Regions from separate parts of the Sus scrofa genome. Here all the other regions are linked to region 3. The links are chromatin contacts, called in public HiChIP or PLAC-seq maps. All regions are on one chromosome and are shown on one strand. Each heading gives the region's core, a stretch centred on a gene start, on an enhancer-like site or on the middle of the called end of the contact. The rest is flanking DNA. Distances are from core to core; before and after follow the strand shown.

Evidence for each region. HiChIP or PLAC-seq counts read pairs in DNA pulled down with a chosen protein or histone mark.
Region 1: an H3K27ac HiChIP or PLAC-seq map of alveolar macrophages shows a contact between it and region 3. The contact joins the promoter of ENKUR here to the enhancer-like site in region 3. A contact is called at or near these places in 3 of 5 promoter capture datasets (fetal skeletal muscle and liver), 6 of 47 Hi-C or Micro-C datasets (brain, heart right ventricle, liver and 2 more) and 2 of 2 datasets of contacts at active chromatin or transcription factors (alveolar macrophages and skeletal muscle).
Region 2: a contact with region 3 is called in an H3K27ac HiChIP or PLAC-seq map of alveolar macrophages. The contact joins two enhancer-like sites. A contact is called at or near these places in 9 of 47 Hi-C or Micro-C datasets (alveolar macrophages, embryonic fibroblasts, liver and 5 more) and 2 of 2 datasets of contacts at active chromatin or transcription factors (alveolar macrophages and skeletal muscle).

What each region holds. Positions count from the first base shown.
Region 1 is chr10:50,307,664-50,312,144 of Sscrofa11.1, forward strand. ENKUR (enkurin) reads left to right here and starts at 2,946. Exons shown (of 6, transcript XR_002336356.1): 1 at 2,946-3,552. It overlaps THNSL1 (threonine synthase-like 1), which reads right to left and starts at 2,921. Exons shown (of 2, transcript XM_021064910.1): 1 at 2,891-2,921.
Region 2 is chr10:50,342,251-50,347,103 of Sscrofa11.1, forward strand. All of the region lies in intron 4 of ENKUR (enkurin), which reads left to right. Among named protein-coding and RNA genes, the nearest start is that of PRTFDC1, 21 kb to the right of the region's middle. Within about 2 kb of position 3,486, at least 20 of the 83 cell types and tissues checked have an H3K27ac peak or open chromatin away from gene starts, as enhancers often do. A contact at or near this core is called in alveolar macrophages, where this site is marked.
Region 3 is chr10:50,615,270-50,620,075 of Sscrofa11.1, forward strand. The region is part of intron 4 of ARHGAP21 (rho GTPase-activating protein 21); the gene reads left to right. Among named protein-coding and RNA genes, the nearest start is that of ARHGAP21, 76 kb to the left of the region's middle. Within about 2 kb of position 2,257, at least 26 of the 83 cell types and tissues checked have an H3K27ac peak or open chromatin away from gene starts, as enhancers often do. A contact at or near this core is called in alveolar macrophages, where this site is marked.

The DNA of each region.
Region 1 (4,481 bases), core at 1,696-4,195, 310 kb before region 3:
GGCACTTCAAAAATTATTTCATGATGAGACGTGACTCATCATGAATGAGTTCATCAAAGAACTACTTGGCATCCTATCTTAATACAATCTCTATTTAAATTTCTAAGAATGATTAAATCTAGTCCACTATTTTATGAAGAAAGGTATTCTGAGGTTTTAAAAAATTCTTAAAAATTACAGCATTTTACAGCAGTAAATTGTTTTCCAAGAAATAATAAAAAAAGGCAACCATAGTAGAATACAAACTAACCAGCAGGTTAGAAGCTTTGCTGCTTCTGACTACTAAGTAAAAATCCTCTTAACAAGCCCTCCAGTTAGTCAGCTGACTGAAACAGCCAGGTGGAGGAGGTGGAAGGACCACACTTCAGTGCCCTGTGGTAATCACAGGGATCTTAAATCAAGTTCACTACTCTTATTTGTCTTAGAATCAAAGCTGACGAAGCCTTTCCTGGTGTTGGTCTGAAGTCAGATATTCTCTTAATGGTCTCAAGTATCTAATTCACAAGACATTTTATATAGCCTTTACAATTCTTTTTTTTTTTTTTTTTTTTTTGTCTTTTTGCTATTTCTTTGGGCCGTTCCCGCGGCATATGGAGGTTCCCAGGCTAGGGGTCCAATCGGAGCTGTAGCCATTGGCCTACGCCAGAGCCACAGCAACGCGGGATCCGAGCTGTGTCTGCAACCTACACCACAGCTCACGGCAACGCCGGATCGTTAACCCACTGAGCAAGGTCAGGGATCGAACCCGCAACCTCATGGTTCCTAGTCGGATTCGTTAACCACTGCGCCACGACGGGAACTCCTACAATTCTTTAACTTAGAAAAATATCGTAAGGAATTTGTAAGGACTATGGCTTTAGAAAGGATTTATTTTCAGTTGTCTTATATTCCCAACTCTGCCCATTTTATTCATCTACATAGATTAAAATATTCTTCAGGAAAAAATCTAATTTGTATGTACAACCATTTATTCCCCCACCCCACCCCACCCCCCGTTGTTGTTAATTAAGTTTCACGGGAACTAAACTTTGCTCACTTATTTGTTTGTTTGTTAAATATTGTCTTTGGCTGCTATTGAGTTATAATGGTAGAGCTGGGTAGTTTTGAGAGAAACCATCTGGCTTGCAAAGGCCTAAAATATGTATCATCTAGCCCTGTACAGAAAAAGTTCACCAATACTAATTCTGATGGTACACCAATACTAATTCCCTGTGGAATACTGGACAGTGGCATTTCCTTGAACAGGATTGCCATTTTGAAGGAATTATAAAAATTAGAAATTTATTCTTTGTAAAGATGCTTTCAAAAGGCAAGAAGAATTATAAACCAATTATCTAAAGGAAAAAATGTTCCTTTCCAGATGATTAACAACTGCATTAAGACTGTACACTAGATATACCACAGTGTGAGACCTTAATCCTGTTTTGTATTTTTAAAACCACAATAAATATACTGACATCAGTGAAATTACTGTATTTAGTAAAGTCAAGACTACCTAAGGTCAGTTGATGCTTACTAACTGGAGAAATCACGCTTTGTCCTTATTGGCTCTTTTAGGGACTGATTAACATAAAGAGTCCTAAAATGTTCCTTCTAATTAGAAAATTTATAAACTTTGGGCAATGACTATGCACTTGGCTAACGGTATTATCATTCTGAGTCCTTAATTCAAATCTTAGCATACAAAGAGAACAGAAGTTTCCTCTATAAATGCTAAGCAAAAAACCCCCAAAACATAAAATACTCAAAATGTAAAGGAAAAGGGCAAAGTGGCTGTATCCTTACAAAATGTTTTGGAAAATAGAAAATCTGATGTAAAGAACATGAGCACCATCTTCAAGGTGCCATTTATCTGAAATTTATTCTAAATTTATTCTTACCTAGTTAAATTCACTGAGAGAGACGATACATTCAGCATAGCCTAAGTTAACCAAGCCACCATGCTGTTTTGATCCCTCCACCGAGCACCTGGCAGTAAGACGACCAAAACTGGCCTTTTCTATCTTTGAGAATCCTTACTCCCTTTGGGCAGAGTGGCCCCTATTACAAGTTTGGTTCAGAATCATTATCATCCGGCCCAAATCATACTGCCAAAATGTCTTTTAGAGCCTCTGGAAGGCAAAGGCTTCTAACAGCTTCTTTCAGCAGTCATTTTGGTATAAGTCGGTTCATGGAAGATCAAATGGTGCCAAAGGAATAAACCGATTCTAAGGCCATTTTCTAAAAGGGACACCAAAGGAAGGGGGGGGGGCAAAAATCCAAGTGCCCATTGAAAAGGCTTCTCCTTCTTGGTTAGGCTGTTCGTCTAATAAAGTCAAGACCTACGAGAAGAAAGAAGCCCGATCAAGAGTTAAGGAGGTGGTGAAGGGGCGAGGCGCAGGAGAAAGGGAAGCAGGTGGTCGAGGGGAGGAAGGGGCGCGACAGGTGGACGGCTGGGCGCGGGCGCGCTTGCACAGGTGGCGTCAGGGCTGAGCCCGGGACAGAGGCAGTAGGGAAGGTGAGCGCGGACACGGCGTGGGGATCACCACCGAGCAGTGGAAAGGCGAAGGAACAGAGGGGAAAAGACATGCGGTGGGAACGGACTGGAGTGTACAGTTTCCCTTCCTTCTCAAATAACTCACCAAGAAAACCACACTGAGAAGACGGGAGAAAGGAAAGGAAATGGGAAGGAGCCGCTAGTGCCGCCTCCTCGGGACGCAGCCCCGTACCGCTGGCCCTCGTCAGTGCTGGCCCACCGCCCAGACCCCAGGCCTCGCTAGGCCCGCCCCGCCCGCGCGCTGTGGCCTCCGCGCCTGCGCCCGTGCCGACCTCCGGGTCTGCGGGCCACGCCCACGGCCCGAGCAGCCGGGCATTGGGTACGCGTGCTCCACCCGCGCCTCGGGCTCCTCACCTCCCCCGTCGCGCTCTCGACGTTGGACGTGCGTCTGCGTGGCCGCAGCCGTTCGCCCCGCCCCTCCGGGTTGGAGCCCGCGCGTGTTGTGTGACGCCCGCTCACCAGCGTCGCTTCCGGACTGTCTCTGGTAAAGTTTATCTTTCTCTCCAAACGCAGAGACAGAAAAGAGCAACATTTTTAAGGGGACGTCATTCTTCACTCCTTTTTCCCCAAAGGTACATGTAAAGAATGGTTTTTATGTTGATCTTCTGTGACAGGAAGGGAGCTGCAGAGGGAGGAAGAGAGGAAACCTAGTTTGCGGTGCTGCCTGCCACTTCCCCGTTGCCTAGTAACTGTTTCCACGGCAACCACGCCGTCAACAACGCTAAGCAATCCCAGGAGTGATAGAAAAGTTATTTTATTTTCTTCCCAAGAGAGGACCGCTTAGAGGAGGTCAAAGGGGAATTGTGTGACACACAGAAGCCTTAGTTCCTTGAGAAGGCAGGAGAGTAGGAGAGGAAAGGGGGAGCAGTGAAGAAAGGGATGGAGATATTGGTATAGTGAGAAAAAAGCTGAGTAGTTTTAAGGAATCATTTGGTGGCCATGGATCCAACGTACTCTTCTGAGAGCATTTATAACCTCATACCCAGTGACTGGAAGGAGCCTCCTCAGCCTCCTAGGTATGTGGGTAAGCAAAGATCATCACTTGAAACAAGAATGGGGAAAATAATTGTTCCATTTCACGATTACATCAGCGTCCTAGGATTTTCGAAAAGAAATAACATATATTTTTGTTTTAGTGAGGTAGCCTTGGATGACAGCTTCTTGAAGAAGAGGTTGCAAAATCTAAGTATTTAGCATCTCAATTCACAGACAGGGAGGTCCAGTACTGTAAGAGGAATATTTTCTTTTGTTAGCCTCCTGTTAATACGGTATGTAATTGTATTTAATTTGTTTGCTTGTCCCTGTATGATGTGGTATATAACAGCCTGAAATTTCCTATTGTTGAAAAGAGAAAAATCACCATTTGTTATCCCGGGTTAGGATATATTGATCTTTGGTTTCAGGGGTTCATTGTTTTATTTATGACTACTCCACTGCTCCTTCTCTAAAGGGATAATACTTATTTTTCCCAAAATTATTGTCAAATATAAATTTCTATTTGTTTTGGAGTCTCAGTTTTTGGTGAAACGAAATAAATGGAAAAAATAGTTTCTAAGGCCTTTTTTAAAAATCTAATAGTTGATGAAGAGTTGATACCCAAAATATGTAAATGAGTTAAAATATTTACATAGGTGTTAGAACCCCTTAAATTGCCTAAATTTTAAAAAGATAACCACAGAGTAGACATCCCAGTTACTCTTCTTTGTAGGGACTTAGAACTTAAATCTATGGTGAGAAAAGAAGGTAACTGGTAGAGAAAATCTCATTCCTCCTAGGATCTTCAGTTTTTTACCTTTCTTCTTTTCCTGATACAAGTCAGAGCCACATTGAAAGAACACTAAACTAAAACAAATTAAAGACAACAACAAAAATTAAAACCCAAAACAGGATGCCAATTGGTTTTGTGACCATGAATACATTTTCATTTGTTTTCTCACCTATAAAA
Region 2 (4,853 bases), core at 2,236-4,735, 270 kb before region 3:
CACATCTGCAACCTACACCACAGCTCATGACAATGCCATATCCTCACTGAGTGAGGCCATGGGTCAAACCCATGTTCCCATGGATACTAGTCGGGTTCATTACCTCTGAGCCACAACAGGAACTCCACCTTGGGTTTTTAATGTATGCGTTTTATTGAGAGAAGTTCCTTCTATTCCTAGTTTGGGGTTGTTTTTTCTTGTTTTTATAATGAAAAGGTGTTGTGAACATAAGAGATATCTCTTGAATGATCAGTGCTTTATCTCCGAGTTATCAAGTTATGTGGGAGGAAAAATCATAGTCAAAAGGGTATCTTGGCTACAACTGAGTTAAAAGTAATTTAATTAGATTATGAAAATCCCTTCAGCTAACATAGTTCATTCATTGTCATTCAATAAATACTCATTGTATGCTACATGCTAGGAACTGTTGTGGTTGCTGGGCAGAAGAATGAACAAAATAACTGTTGGAAGACAACAATAATCACACAAATGCATTTTTTTTTTCTTTTTAGGGCACACTCGTGGCATATGGAGGTTCGCAGGCTAGTCGTCTCATGGGAGCTATAGCCACTGGCCTACACCGCAGCCACAGCAATGCCAGATCCAAGCCACATCTGCAACCTACACCACAGCTCACAGCAAGGCTGGATCCTTAACCCACTGAGCAGGCCAGGGATCAAACCTGCGATCTCATGGTTCCTAGTCGAATTCATTTCTTCTGAGCCATGACGGAAACTCCACAAATGCATTTAAAATTAGAAATTGAAATTAGTGATTTAAATGTAAAAATTAGGAGACATTTAGCCAAGGTATATCAAGGGGGTCCTAAATCAGATTTTATAGTTAAGGGGATGCATTTCTGAGGATCCGATTTTAAAATAGACTAAATGAGTAGAAGTTGGGAGAGACAGGAAAGAGAAAAATTATGGCAAGAAAAAAAACCCAAGCAGAGAGAATAAAAAGTGCAAAGGATATGGGGCAGGAACCCCTCAACCCATAGGAGGAAGGCTGGAGTTTACTTAGAGAAGGAGAAAGGTACAAAGTGAAGTTGAAGGGGGAAACAGGATCCATTGGTGTGTTTTAGGCAGAGAAATGGCATGATGCAAAAAGTTTGGGTTTTTCTTTGCCTTGTTTTAGAGATGCACCTGTGGCACACAGAAGTTCCTAGACTAGGGGTCGAAGCATAGCTACAGCCACTGGCCTACACCACAGCCACAGCAAGGTGGGATCCGAGCCACATCTGCAACCTACACCACAGCTCATAGCAACGTTGAATCCTTAATCCACTGAGCAAGGCCAGAGATCAAACCCACATCCTCATGGATACTAGTTGGATTCATTTCCACTGGGCCACAGCGGGAACTCCCAAAAAGTATTTTTAATGATCACTTGCTACATGAATTGAAGTGGAAGAATGAATGAGTGTGGGGAGATTAGATGATCATAGTTCTCTAGGTAAAGAAGAGGGTGGCATAGACCAAGACCGTGGTAGTGAAGACAGAGTAGCTGTTGGCCTCCAGGAATATTTAAGAAGTGAAAATGTAACTTGGTGATGGATTGAGAGGGGAAGAAGAGAGAGGTTTCGGGATGACAACCACATTTCTGGGCAGTAGATCACCTGGGCAATGAAGGCGCCACTGTCTGAGTTGGAAAAATATGAAGGAGGAGCAGATTGGAGGAAGTTACAGTGAAGAGATCAAGAGTATAACTTTTGCCGTGTATTTAATAATTTTGTGACATCTAGTGGGAAATTCAGACAGATATTTGAGTCAGAAAAGAGACCTGGGGTAGAGTGATAAATCTCAAAATTCAACAGCATGAATGTGATCACCTTGGTGTCTCATTATGAATGGATATATACCTATACGTGTGTGTATGTATATGAGATACACATGTATACGTATGTGATATATATGGATGGATATATATATATCACACAAAATACACCTAATTATATATATTATGTATACAAATATATTTCACTTTTTAAAAACTAAAGAGCACACAATAACAATTGCCTTTTTCAGTCAATAAGCTCATTTTTTATCAATACACAGTGTTCTTCATTCCTATTTGTGGATGTTTGGTGTGAAATTGTATGGGTATATATAATATAATTTACCAGCACCCTATTTGTAAGCATTGAAGTGATTTAATTTGTTTTCAATATTTGCCATTAAAAGCAATGCTGCAGTAAGTGACCTTGAACATACATCATTTTGCACATTTGGCTGTATTAGTAGAAAATCATTGCCAGGAATGAAATAACTAGGTCAGAAGGTATGTGCACTTGTAATTTTATTAGAAACTATTTTTTATTTTGCTGTGTGTGTGTGAATAGATAATTTATAGACATGGTCTGAAATTCGAAATTCCTAACTGCCTAAAGGTGAATAGGGAGAAGTCTTCCTCACACCCCCTTTCCTAGAGCTACTGAATCCCCCTTCCCAGAAGCAACCACTGTAACCAGCCTCTTATATATCTTTCCAAGTAATACTCTATGCATATGTGTGTAAGATGGAAATAATGATACATGTGTCTGTGGGAGAATCACTCCAATCTGACAGATATGTGGTTTTCTTCTCTCATGTCTGGGAGGCTCAGAAGACTCTTGCCAAGAGAGGTGTCATATAGTCAGTGTAAGCACTCAGGTAAGGAATAGCTTTTCTATTGTCCCATCATTCATTACCAGCCCCACAGCGCCAGTATTGTAGGTTCCATCAAGAAAGCAGTGGTTTTATTGACTTTCACTCTGCCTGTGTGTTCCTCTTGGATGGAAGAGAGGCCAGGGATATGGGACGTTGCCCTGACCTCAGCCTCGCCGTGTTGAATTCCCAAACTAGATTCACTGTCTGAGATTTCCTTTCATCTTCCTAGTGGTGGAGTCTGTGTCAAGTCCACCGATTCCTGTGTCTTGTGTTTTTCTCTTTCTTAGAGAAACAGTGGAAGCCTATACACTTATAAACTGTAGACTGCAGGCCATGTTCAAATAACCTTTTTACTCCATTCACTCCCATCTTTCTGCACAAACTATACTCCCGGACCTAAGCCTAAATTCTTCTCTTTCTTAGTATCTTGTTAAAAGCAACAAGGAACAGTCAACTCCCCTCCCCCCACAATATTCTAAGTTTTTACAAACAGTTCCCCTTCAGACTGTAGCTAAGTCATGTGGTTTTCCTTCTGTGGCAATACAAGAGACAATTTTACCAAATGTTTTGCCATAGAGTAACAAGGGTCAACAGCTTCCCAGCCTGTCCAGGAACCTTCCCTATCAAACCTTTGTCACCCTGTTGATGACTATTAAAAGGAACTGGACCTTTGCCTGGCTCAGACACCTGCCAGGCCTTACCTTTCATAGGATCTCCTTCCAGTGATGTGGCTCTTGCATCACCTAAGTGGACATAATAACCAGTTTGCTATTACGTGCTCAAGGTCCCCTAGTCACCAATAAGGTTCAAAGTTTCTTTTAAGCAAGGAAAACAACACAACAGAGGGACCCAGCAGCTCACTGCTTCCCTCTCTACTTCTCCTAGCCTTTCTGAGGACGACACAGAGGGCAAACCTTAATCTTATGCAATTCCCACATGTGTGAGCTGCACTGTTTTGGACTCATAGAGGTTCCTTTTATCTTTATTGGCTTTGAGGAGACAGTCAAACTTTCTCCTGGGTAAGCTCTATGGTTCTACACAGCCAGCAGACTAGGCTTCAGGCCCAGAGCACCCTGGAGGCCACATGTGGTTTCATCTGGACAAACACTTTAAAACAAATTCCCTGGCTTTTCTTCAAAATTACTGAGATGACAGGCAGCTGCCACCCACGCAGTAAGATGGTGTCCAGCACTAACACGAAGGCCTTATAGGGTATGGGTGGTAAAAACAATGGTGAGTTAGGCTTCAAAGTAGAACATTATCTTAGACTTTGGATCACTCTCTTGCTGTATCATTAAACTGCTGTAGTTCTTTTGTAATGCACCCAAAGCTTTTCAAAAAACACTTTGACACACCCTTTGGGGATTTAAAATACAAGTAGTAAAGTTTAAAGACTCTGTTTCTTCTAAGTGGATTTTATAATTTAAAAAATAAGAATGTGCCAAGATTCCAAGTCTTCAAAATTTTAGTTATTTTGGTATTAGCCAAACAAGTTGATGACAGTTGACCCTTATACTTACAAAAAAAAAATTAGATAAAATGCAAATTTTTCAAAAAGTAAAAATGTAAGCCAAGGGCCTTAAAGAGAATAGTCCTCTTTGTAAAAAATGTGTTACTCTAACATCATTTAGCCCTGTGTTTCTAATATTATCACGTAAGTTTATTTTAAGTGATTATCTGGCATTGATTCATCATTTGATGCTTTGGGTATTTTTTAGGACTCAGATATTTTTCGTGTAAATGGCACTTAATTATAGTGATGGTTCAGATTGATATTTTATTTTTTTTGGCCACACCCGCAACATATGGAAGTTCCCAGGCCAGGGATCAAATCCAAGCTGCAGTATGGCAGTGCCATATCCTTAACTCACTGCATCACAATAGGAACTTCTAGATATTTTATTATTACGATCCCTTTAAATACACATAAGCTAATTTTCTTGAGATAGATTTTTTTAAAGAACAATTTTAAATTGGGACGTTCTTTTAAAAGTCACATTAGAATTCACATGTTCAAAATAGTTTACTCAAATGTTTCAGAGAAAAATAATTCCAAAATTATTATATTTGCTAACCAATATTTTTATGGGGTTTTATGTAGTATGACGTTTTTTACCCCCCTTCCATCTCACATGTTGAATGTTTCTGTTGATCTTAAGATCATATTTTGCTTATTCATCCTTCTCACATACCCATATCTCACTA
Region 3 (4,806 bases), core at 1,007-3,506:
TAGTGGATTCGTTTCCACTGTGCCACAGTGGGAACTCCAGGACCTTTATTTTTTATAACAGTTCATTGAATGTGTACACAGGGTGGTAGAAGATGAAGGTGCAAAATAATTGCAAGAAGTGCAGCAGCAGAGGTTTGTACAGTCATGGCTGGGTCACAGCTCAGCCAGTCACCTTACCACGGGGAGGGTTTCTCAGATGGGTTGTGCTTTGTGCCGAATGGGATTTCATCAGGATGAAGGAAAAACTGCATTCCAGAACAGATTTCAGAGGTACTTAGAAGTTCCATTTGCCCAGATTTGGTGGTAGGACTTGGGAGTGGATTTATGTCCCCAGTTAAAGATGACTCATGGAGGACTGGACTTAGCTTTTCTGGCACGAGTGAGTGGAGAGACGGAGGTGAGCAGATAGATGCTGGAAGGGAAGCACATCCACCTCCTTCCCCTGGGACGTGACTTCCGTTTGGGATGAGTTACATTTCTGATGCCAATAGACTGTTCCTCATTACACGTCTGGGTGTGGAGCTCGTAAAGAGAGGTGGGATTGAATCCAGACTTGGGGGAGTCATCATCATATATGATGATGGGCCTTATCATCAAGCCCCGTGCACAAATAAAGCACCATCCGCAGACAGCAGGAAGACGAACAGCCTCAAGGTAGAGCCCCAAGGAGGCCACATCTAAGAGCTGGTCAGAGAATGAAGAATCAGAAGGGAAATCTGAGAACAGGGTATTGGAGGGTAGGAAGATAACACGGGGAGCTGATGGCTAGCTAATGAAGAGGTGATCATTTTAGGGGAGGGTGGATGACTTGTCATTTGTCCGAGAGAATTGTTAGGATGGGCACTAAAGGATACTGTTGAACTTGACTGAGAAGTAACAAATTGTAAAGTTATGGAGAACAGTTCCAGTGCTGTGGGCAGAGGGGATCCGGAAACCAAGTATCAGGGGCTGTGACATAAATTAGAGCTGAGAATGGATGGGAGACACACACACACACACACACACACACACACACACACACACACACACCACACACACACACACACACACACACACACACACACACACACACACACACACACACACACACACACACACACACACACACACACACACACACACACACACACACACACACACACACACACACACACACCACACACACACACACACACACACACACCCTCCTGTCCCGGGGGTGGGTGCTCATCAGTGTCTGAGAAACCCTGAATTAAAAGAAATGAGGGCACCTGAGTGTAGACTATTCTTCAAGAAGTTTGAGAATGAGGGGATGGAGAATGAGAGAGAGGATAGCCGTGTGGCAGGAAGGGTGACATTTTACTCTGAAGTTTGAGAAGCTTTTGCGTGTTGTCAGATCTGGAGAGGAGAAGAGAGTTTGGCTGAAGTTTTACACTTGGGAAGAGACCGTTGGGGAGCAAAGTCCCAAAGAACGCTGGTGGCAGGTCGTCACCTGAGAAAGAGCAAAGGGAAGTAAGGGTAGGCGGAGGTTTTTTTAAAAATGAGAACACAGCAGTTGGGATGGCGTCAAGTAAGCAATAAGGTTATCCAATCATGTGAAGAAATCAAGATGGCAGAGCAAGGCTAAGAAGGTGATTAGAAGCTTGAGACAGCAGCCTTGAGGGGATGGAATTAAAATACTCTAGTGAGTCGTGTCAAGCCCTGAGCTGAACTGGGAATCTAATGCAGCGGGTTACGCAGTTTTACTCAGCTGAAATCTCAGGCCAAGAAGCAAGAGAGATGAAGGGTCTGGTTGGAATTCTCCATAGTGGGACATTGGCAGATGGAATGCATTGGAAGGTCAGAGGGGAAAGGAAGTTGAGGTTGTGGTGAATTTGGCTGCACTATTGCCAGAGTGATTTCTGAGGGAGGCTGATGGTCTCGAAGGCCAGAGAGGACTTAAGGGCCTGAGAAGGATGAGGGGCAGGTTTAATTGTGGGGTTGGCCAGTGGTAAGGTCAGAGGTGAAAAGATAACTCGTGGGTATAGCACTGCAACAAATGCTTCTGGGTTTGCAGAGAGCCCAGAAATCTAGCACAACTGGAAGAGCAGGGCTGCGAATCCACACGTGGTACATACTTTGTGAAATTCCTGAAACTTCAGAGAAAAAAAAAAAAAAAGATGCTTCGTAAACTTCAAATACTCCAGGAGACAGATCCCAGGACTCTTTTGTTCCTTGCAGGGTAATCAGCTCCTGGCACTTTGTACAAGCTCAGTAAATATTTGTTGAATGAATAACACCCTCCAAAGCCTTTCTTGCCTTGGTAGTTTATAATGCCGGAAAATTTTGGCTCACGTCTGACACCTAGTGGTTTGTATTCAAATTACTATTAAGTGGCAGCATTTTTCTTCTATTTGAGGAAAATCCTGCAGATCAGCAGCAATACAGTAATCGCATTGTTCCTGAAACAAGTCTCTGAGTTTGTTTTGGGCAGTCTTGCTGTTGGCATTTACTAGACTTTAGTTTGAATCAGTCAGCAGTAAATATTTATTGAATATCCACTATATGCCAGACACTGTGGGCCAGAGATCTTCATGTGATGTGTCTTCTCCTGCATATCTGACCTCAGTAGATTTGAATACATGGGCAGAGCATTCCACTGGGAGTGGGAAAACTTGTTCTGGAACTTAATTTTAGGTTCTATTGTGATTTTACCCCTGAGACCTTTCTAAATTTATTTCATAGCTTTTGGTGCTACCATTTCTGTGTCATGAATGCTTTTCATTATTGTTGGGTGGCTTTTAGGAAGATGAACGTAGAAGGAAGGCTTCGGTGTTTTGTCGGTTGAGTGATCCATGTTGTGCAGAATGCTACACAATATGGAGAACTGTGAATGGATTTTGTTGTCTTTCCTTCAAGAAGTAAAAGTTCTTATCTGTTAGCGATGCCGATTGAGGCATTTAAAGTATTTATTAATGAATTGACCTGATCCCTGGGATTTGCTTTAAAATACTTGAGGAAAAAAATGTGAGTGTAAATGAAACAAGATGACAGATTTTTAGTAATTGTTTAAATTATATTCATGGGGGAGTCCCGTCCTGGCTCAGCAGGAAACAAATCTGACTGGTATCCTTGAGGACGCAGGTTCAATCCCTGGGCTCCCTCAGTGGGTTAAGGATCCGGCGTTGCTGTGAGCTGTGGTGTAGGTCGTAGATGTGGCTCGGACCTGGCATTGCTATGGCTGTGGTGTAGGTTGGCGACCGCAGCTCTTGATTCGACCCCTAGACTAGGAACCTCCATATGCTGTGGGTGTGGTCCTAAAGAGGTCCCCCCCCCAAAAAAAAAGCTATATTCCTGGGGGTTATTCTGCTGTTTTACTCTACTTCTATGCTGGACATTTTCCACACTTTATAAAAAGTAAACCAAAAAAAATTAGATGGGTGTGGGTTGAAAGAAAGTTTGTCATCAAGTTAGAAGATGATCTGCTTTTTATTTTTTTGGCCGCGCTTGAGGCATGTGGAAGTTCTTAGGCCACGAATCGAGCCCATGCCACATCAGCAGCCTGAGACACTGCAGTGACAATGCCAGATCCTTAACTGGCTGAGCCACCAGGGAATTCCTGATCTGTGTTTTACTTAATTTTTTTATTTTTTTGTGCTTTTTAGGGCCGTACCCGTGGCTTATGGAGGTTTCCAGGCTAGGGCTCTAATCAGAGCTGTAGCTGCTGGCCTATACCAGAGCCACAGCAAATGCCAGATCCGAGCCACATCTTTGACCTACATACACCACAACTCATGGCAATGCTGGATCCTTAACCCACTGAGCGAGGCCAGGGATCAAACCCTCAACCTCATGGTTCCTAGTTGGACTTGTTTTCACTGTGCCATGACAGGAGCTCCCTGATCTGTTTTTTAATATTTAGCAGTTTTTTGGACTTCACTTTGTTCCATTTGATGTTACTTGAAAAAGAGGTTGAGTATCAAGGATGTATTTATTTGTAGTAGGTGAAATGTGATCGAGAACTGACAGGTGACTTTCTGCTGACATTGTCTAGAGATTATTGGAACTTTGGATTTTGAAGCTCAGAATTGTTGGAGCTACAGATTGGAGGCTTGGGAGATACGATTTTAAAGTACTAGCCATCACTCTGGAAGTGAGTGCATTTTAAGTGGAAATTTAGGAACACCTAGATTTTAAAAGTTAGAATGCATTTTTTTTCCTTAGTGCTTCTCCCTTACCAAAGGGAAAAATGGACTCAATAATCTGCCAGAACAGTTGTCTTAAATTGGATTCTACTTAATACTCATGTAGGATGTATTTATCTTATGATACATATGGATTTTTGATGTTGGGCAGTGTGTCTCTGTTGGGCTCTGAAGTTAGTTTTATATGCCATCAATATAACCCTTCCCCCAAATTAGAAGCCCATTTTCAACTATGAAAGAACAGCTATGAAATTTTTTAGGCAAACAGAAGACAAAGGGAAAAATGTGGCTTCTAAATGCTTGCCACCTGTCTTTGTCATCTTAACATTTTAAACCCCCCCCCTTCCTCCTCTTGTCTTTCTAGGATGTAAATGATTAGAAATGGTCAAGGCCCTTCTAGCTCCTTTTCTTTTTTCTTTCCCCAGAGGTAGCGGTTAGCCTGAAATTTGGGGTTTATTACTCCCTCTGTTTTTTTGCCTTACTAGATCCTCAATCCCAAAGCTCAATAAATTGTTCTCCATGTCCTGGTGGTTTTTTTTTGGTTTTGTTTTTTTGTCTTTTTAGGGCCACTCCCATGGCATACAGAGGTTCCCAGGCTAGGGGTCAAATCAGAGCTGTAGCTGCTGGCCTCCACCACAGCCAA